Regions from separate parts of the Mus musculus genome. Here region 2 is linked to region 1. A link is a contact called in public targeted proximity ligation data. All regions are on one chromosome and are shown on one strand. The core of a region is the stretch at or near the end of the contact, and the rest is flanking DNA. Distances in the headings are between cores, read along the strand shown.

Evidence for each region.
Region 2: a targeted proximity ligation map of pancreatic cancer cells shows a contact between it and region 1. A contact is called at or near these places in 5 of 39 promoter capture datasets (the HPC-7 cell line, embryonic stem cells, liver and 1 more), 1 of 484 Hi-C or Micro-C datasets (liver) and 1 of 130 datasets of targeted methods (pancreatic cancer cells).

Annotation. Positions count from the first base shown.
Region 1 is chr19:10,303,462-10,306,395 of GRCm38.p6, forward strand. It overlaps Dagla (diacylglycerol lipase, alpha), which reads right to left and starts at 1,416. Exons shown (of 20, transcript NM_198114.2): 1 at 1,360-1,416.
Region 2 is chr19:10,039,905-10,042,949 of GRCm38.p6, forward strand. It overlaps Fads3 (fatty acid desaturase 3), which reads left to right and starts at 1,644. Exons shown (of 12, transcript NM_021890.3): 1 at 1,644-2,052. The coding sequence starts at 1,828.

The DNA.
Region 1 (2,934 bases), core at 166-2,665:
GCTTCTCCAAGCACCCATGTTGGCAAAGAAACACCCTTCTCATGCAAAGCTCAGCTCTTTGCTTCTACTTCTGTGCCTTCCCCCCCAAGAAACCCATAACACCCTGAAGTCTTCAACGTCTCTAGGGGTCTGCCCACTGATGCTCTGTGAAGTGGGACATCATGTGGCAATGAGAGGAGGAAGGAGATGGGGGCTGGGAGGGGGGAGAGATAGAGGGAGGGAGGGAAGGAAAGAGATAGAGAGATGGGGGACCTTCTCCAAAGCTTCTCAGAAGACTAGTTAGGATATATGCAATCTCCAAACACTCCCAGTAGCCACAGAACCATCTTCCACGCAGCCCAAAAGATACAATTCCCAGAAACCCAGTAGCACCGCCATCAACCAAGTGAAAGGAAGGGCCCAGGGACGACGTAGCCTGGGCTACTTCTCTATACCCTTCTGAGTCTCCTATAATCAGAAACAAGGACCACCAGTGAGAACCACCTATTCCTCCCATCTTCCTCCAAATGGGGGAGGACTCATGAGCCAGGTAAAGGTTCATAACTGAGCAGAGCTCTACCTGGGACAGCAACCAAGAACCTCATGGTAGACACATGGTGTCTCTTATTCTCATCCATCATAAAAAACACCAACCTTCTTCCAGCCTTCTGCCCCAAGGCCAGCACACCAACAGGCATTAATGCTGAGCCCCATGACAGAGACGTCGCCCCTACTGATCTCCCTGTAAGGGTGGGTATTTACCCTCTTATTTACCAGGGTCTGAGGGCCACCTGTCTTCCCTCACAGTATTAGTCATTCCAGGGCACTGCGCTAAGCCAAGGCCATTTCTCACAGCAGGGCCGGAGCCACTAGTCATGCCCAGGACATTGATTCTTTAAGCCCCCAGGACCATCACTCCAAACCATGTCAAGCCCAAGGCCAGAACCATGCCAACCAACATCCAAGCAATGGCAGCACTTTCTCACACCCATGCCCACCGCACCATCACGGCCCAGCATCAGCTGGCCACCCACCAGCACCAGCTGCGTGCATCGCCCTCCTGTACAGAGGGTGCACCCTCCTCACACCTGGGCGGCCACCGCTACACCAAGGCGGGGGTGAGTCTTCTGACACCCTCGCCAGGAAAAATCACGCTGCCCGTGCTGTATCCACGTTGCCCACGCCCGTGCCATGCGTGTCACCATCCCCACGCCGGTGGCCCGGGGCTCCGCGGACCTCACACCTGCCACGAGCGCGCGTGGCAGCCGCACCTCCGCCCGCGGACCTGTCGGACCGGCCACCGCGCGCAGTGGACATTGCCCAGCCCGCCACGCCGCTCGCAGAGCTCCTGCGCCCGGGACTCGGCCCGGGCCCCCTTACCTCCGGCCCGCCGCAGGGCTCGGCCCGCCGCGGCCACTGCGACCGCCACCTCCATCCTGGGCTCCCCAAGGCCCCTATTCACTAACGTTGCTTCCGCAGGGCGCCGGCGCCGGCGCGAAGGCCGCCTCCGCCCCCCGGGGGACGCTGCGTCCTTTACGTAAACCCCACTCCGCCGCCAGCGGTGACCATGGCGACGGCCGTGGGGCGGCAGCGCCCCCTAGCGCCAGGGAGGGGAGAGGCGCGCAGGCCCGAGGTGGTGGAGCCCTGGATCCCCGCGCGTGGGGGCGGTGGGCGCGGGGCTGAGGCCTCCACGGGGGTTCCGTGGGCAGACGAAAGGGGTTGGACCGTGGGCACTGAACAGGGGCACGGTAGCTGCTTGGGTTCCCCTCCTTCAGGTCCCGCGTGACAGGGTTTAGCGTGGGAGATGAAAAATAGCAAGTAGGATCACCGGAGAACTGGTTTGTTTGGGGGAGGAAAGGAGAGAGATGGGTTCCACCTCCTTCAGGGGACCTAGCAGCGTCTTGAGGAGTTGGGACACATCTTTATCTATGTCCTCCTCTTCCCCCCTACTCTCACCCTCCTCAACACCCAGCATAGTGCCTGACAGCAAAAGGGGAGTTTGATCAATTTTGATTTTCTGATAAATGAAGAAAATCGCCCCTCCTGTTCTCCTTCACACACGCCCATCCATTCATGCGCAAGTCGCTCAACTCGCCTTCCTGAAAGCTGCTTTTTGGCAGGGACACAGCTATGCTGGTGTTCTGGGTTGAGTCTGGGGAGTGGGTGGGAGCAGGCTTGCCCTTAGAGATATCAGGTCACATGGGGGCTAAGCTAAGAGCTGCAGCTGCACAGGGGGTCATAGGTAAGATTGGATCTAGCGGTCATGATGATGCAATCAGTTAAGTCTCCAAAGTCGAGCAGAAAGATATGAGAGGTCGAAAGGAAAGTAACGCAGAAAGCAAGCGTGTGAAATGTTTCCTGGGCTCAGACGTCATTCTGAGAATGACGTCAGGATGATTGACTTGTTCTGTAGGCCTGGAGGACATAGGTGGACATCTGACTGAAAGTGAAACCCTGCATCCGGGACAGACTTCTCCTCGTTGCAGAGTTCAGCCCCTCGCCAGGCAATTCGGTAGCATCTACGGTTATTGCAAAGATAAGCTCTGGCTTAGGTAAAGAAAATGGATTTGGGGAACAAATATGAGCACTTCAAGAATTCCTGGAGAGGAGCTCCCGATGTCTCAGGAAGTTCAGAAATCTGGGGAGGCCTGGGTTCAGGGACGTTATCTCTAGATTGTCATGGTCCATTCAAACCACACAGTTGGAGATAATATCTCTTGCTTCAAAGTCCCAGACACCTGGAAGAAAGAATTATATTGGTCCTGTGAACCATGGTAGATCAACTGATGCCAGGCAGAAAGGACTCTGCAAAATCAGCTCTTTTCCTTACTCACCAAAGTTCCTAATGGAGAAAGCATGCCCACGTGGCCATCCCTAAATAGTCTACTACAGTCTACCCCTTAGCTGTCCGGCACATAGAAAACTACACAAGTTCCACACACACACACACACACA
Region 2 (3,045 bases), core at 394-2,893, 260 kb before region 1:
TTTTGAAGAGCCTTCATAGAAAGGGATTGAACAGCTCCTGTTTGTGGCAATATCTTGGGCTCGTTGGTCCTGGCTAAGCAAAGCAAGAGTTCCTCAAACTAGAGAGAACCAAGAGGCTCCTTTCTTCAAGCTCTGGTCTGCCTGTGATACACGTCATGGATTTTCCTTCTCTCTGAGTTCTGCAGCCTAAGATGGAACAGGAGTAGATTGGACATGTTCAGAAAAGAATTCTGGAAGTTTCCCAAATGTAAGACTGGACTGTGACACCCTCCTCACTCTCCATGGAGGCAGTGTGTACGTAGGCTGCCCCTGATGTCACCTCTCCTCATCTCACAGGTCCCAGGTATCTAACCAACATTCTTTAGAGTATTGCTCGCCTCTGCTTTCCTCCTTGTCCTGTGTATTTAGGCCTGTAATAGTTGCATCTGGAGTGAATGCTTTCAGCCTTTTTTAGTCTTATTGTTCCCTAAACAATGCAGTGAACAATTATTTATAGAGCATTTACATCACATTAGACATTATTAAGAATTCAGAGCTGACTTAAAGTGTATGAGGGGATATGTGAAGGTTACATGCATATACTGGTTTTTTGTAGGCAAGAAACACAGGTTGGTTTTGTTATCCACAGGGGTGCCTTAGAGGTCAGGTCACCTACAAATCCTTAGGTAGACCAAGAGGAAATGTTTGCACATTGGAAAAAATACACTTTAAGGTTCTGAAAAGATTTGCTCCCAACAAACAGGTCTGCCTCACCTTTCTGCCCTGAGTCACACTAGGGTGGTGTGCGGGAGTCTGTTTTAACTAGCCCTCAAGGAAATTCTGATGGACCTTCAAGTTTGCCAGTTGTGAAAGCTTTTAACTTTTAAGGAACTGATGTCTGTCTCAAAGAAACATCGTACAATTGGGAACGTAGTTACACTCTCAAGAGGATTTGAATTTAATAAGTCAAAAATGTGACACCATGAATGGGGAGAACTGGGAGGTGGTGACAAGCAAGCCACCCATTGCAGACTGGACCATTCTTTCATCTCCTGAACGGCAGACCTCCACGCAGCAGTGTCCTCTGCTCCTCCTCCAGTGGCCAACCTGGGCATCCCCAATCCTGCGTACAGCCAGGAGGAGAGGCCATCTGCTCCTGCAGATTGCTTTAGATGGCTTCCTCGCGTGGATATTGAGGGTTTACTGGGGGATGAGGTCCATTGTTTGGTGGCTGTTGACAGTCACCCCAAGGTAGTGTCCTCATTTCTAGCTACCTGGGATGCCTGGTTAAAGACCGGTGACGTCCCTAACTACATTTCTCAGCCTTTCAGGGCTCAGACTTGGGCTCATTTCGGGCCCCTGCGGGTGTGCCTGGGCGCAGCGGCCTGCAGGACTCCCGTGCGCGCTGGGTCCCCATCCCCCGCCTTCTCAGTTGAGCCGAGAGTCCGAGAAACTGGGGGGGGGGGGGGGCAGTGCCCCGGGGGCAGTGCCGGGCGTGGTGGCCCCAGGCCCTCGAGGGTGGGGCAAGCCCCTTCGCGACACCGCCCTCCCCGGGCAGCCAATAGATGTGGAGGCGCCGCGCCTGGATTGGAGCGAGAGCGGGACTGGCCAGCGCGGGGGCCGGGACGAGGGGCGGGCGAGGCGAGCGCTGTCAGCGCGGTTATAAGGGAGGGAAAAGTTCCCTGCGCGGAGAGCCGGGCAGGCGCACGCTCTTACGGCGGCCGCAGCGGCAGGGCGGGGCCGGTGGGGCGGGCGGAGGAAGACCCCTGATTGCCACCTCGCCTCCCTCAGTGTCTCTCTTAGACCTTGGTCACGTACCGGGGTCCGGAGGACTTGTGTACAGCGGCAATGGGCGGTGTCGGGGAGCCCGGAGGGGGACCCGGGCCGCGGGAGGGGCCCGCACCGCTGGGGGCGCCCCTACCCATCTTCCGCTGGGAGCAGATCCGCCAGCATGACCTACCAGGCGACAAGTGGCTGGTCATCGAGCGCCGTGTCTACGACATCAGCCGCTGGGCACAGCGGCACCCAGGGGGTAGCCGCCTCATCGGCCACCACGGTGCGGAGGACGCCACGGTAAGCTAACCCACAGCCGGCGGGGTGGAGCCTGGCACTAGCGGTGGAGAGGGAGACGTTGTTCATAGGCTTGGCGTCTCATTCCACCTGCGGACCTTAGCATCCTTTTTGCTCTTTCTGACCTTTGACCCCTTCCCTGGCTCCAGAGTTGAGATGGAGCCTGAGGGAAGGAGGTCTCTTTCTTTCACGGAGGATGGGCTGTTTGGGTCAGTCTGTGGAATAAATAGATCTCAGGGAAGAATGGGCCCCCAGAGGTGGGTGTGCCGTGAGGGGCAGATTCTGCCCCAGGTAAGTACCCTCACTGTTGTACTGAGGGTTTCTTTTCTGCTCTGAGTGTCACAGACTATTTTCTGGTGCTTCCAAGAGCCTGGGGCAGGGCTGGGTCCCTAGCGATAGGGACGTGCCATCAGAAACTGGGGGCTGGGCAGCAGAGCTTGGGCAGGGCCTGGAGGTCTGTGGCTTATCCAGCACTTGTGTAGACTGTTCTGAGGGCCAGTGACTCACCTCTGCTGGGCTGGCAGCTACACGTGGGAAGACTTTGCCAGGCTGGGTGGGCCTCCACGGGAAGCACAGTCACCCCAGTCACCGACTAGCCCCTGGGGACTCTGGCTTCCCATTCTCAGTCCGTGTCTAGACAAGAAGGGATGGAACTGGCCTGAAGGACTATCTGGCTAGAGCCCAGTGGTGAAGCAATTTCCCAGACCCTTCCTCCTTCAGTCCCACTCCATGGACAAAGGTTGAGGCCATGGTGCTCTGCCCTCGACTATCCAAAATTGTAGGTTAGTCACATTGGGTACCCGGAAGGTCTTTAAGACTGGAGGGAATGATTCTCTAGTGGAAGAACTTGGTGGCAGCAGAGGAGGTTCTCTGTGTCCCAGGACTGTCATTGTCCCTCTCCTCCCGGATTCACTCCAGGCAACTGAGAGGGATAAGAATGAGACAATTCCTGAAAATCATCAACCTGTGGGCCAGTGTGTGTGTGTGTGTGTGTGT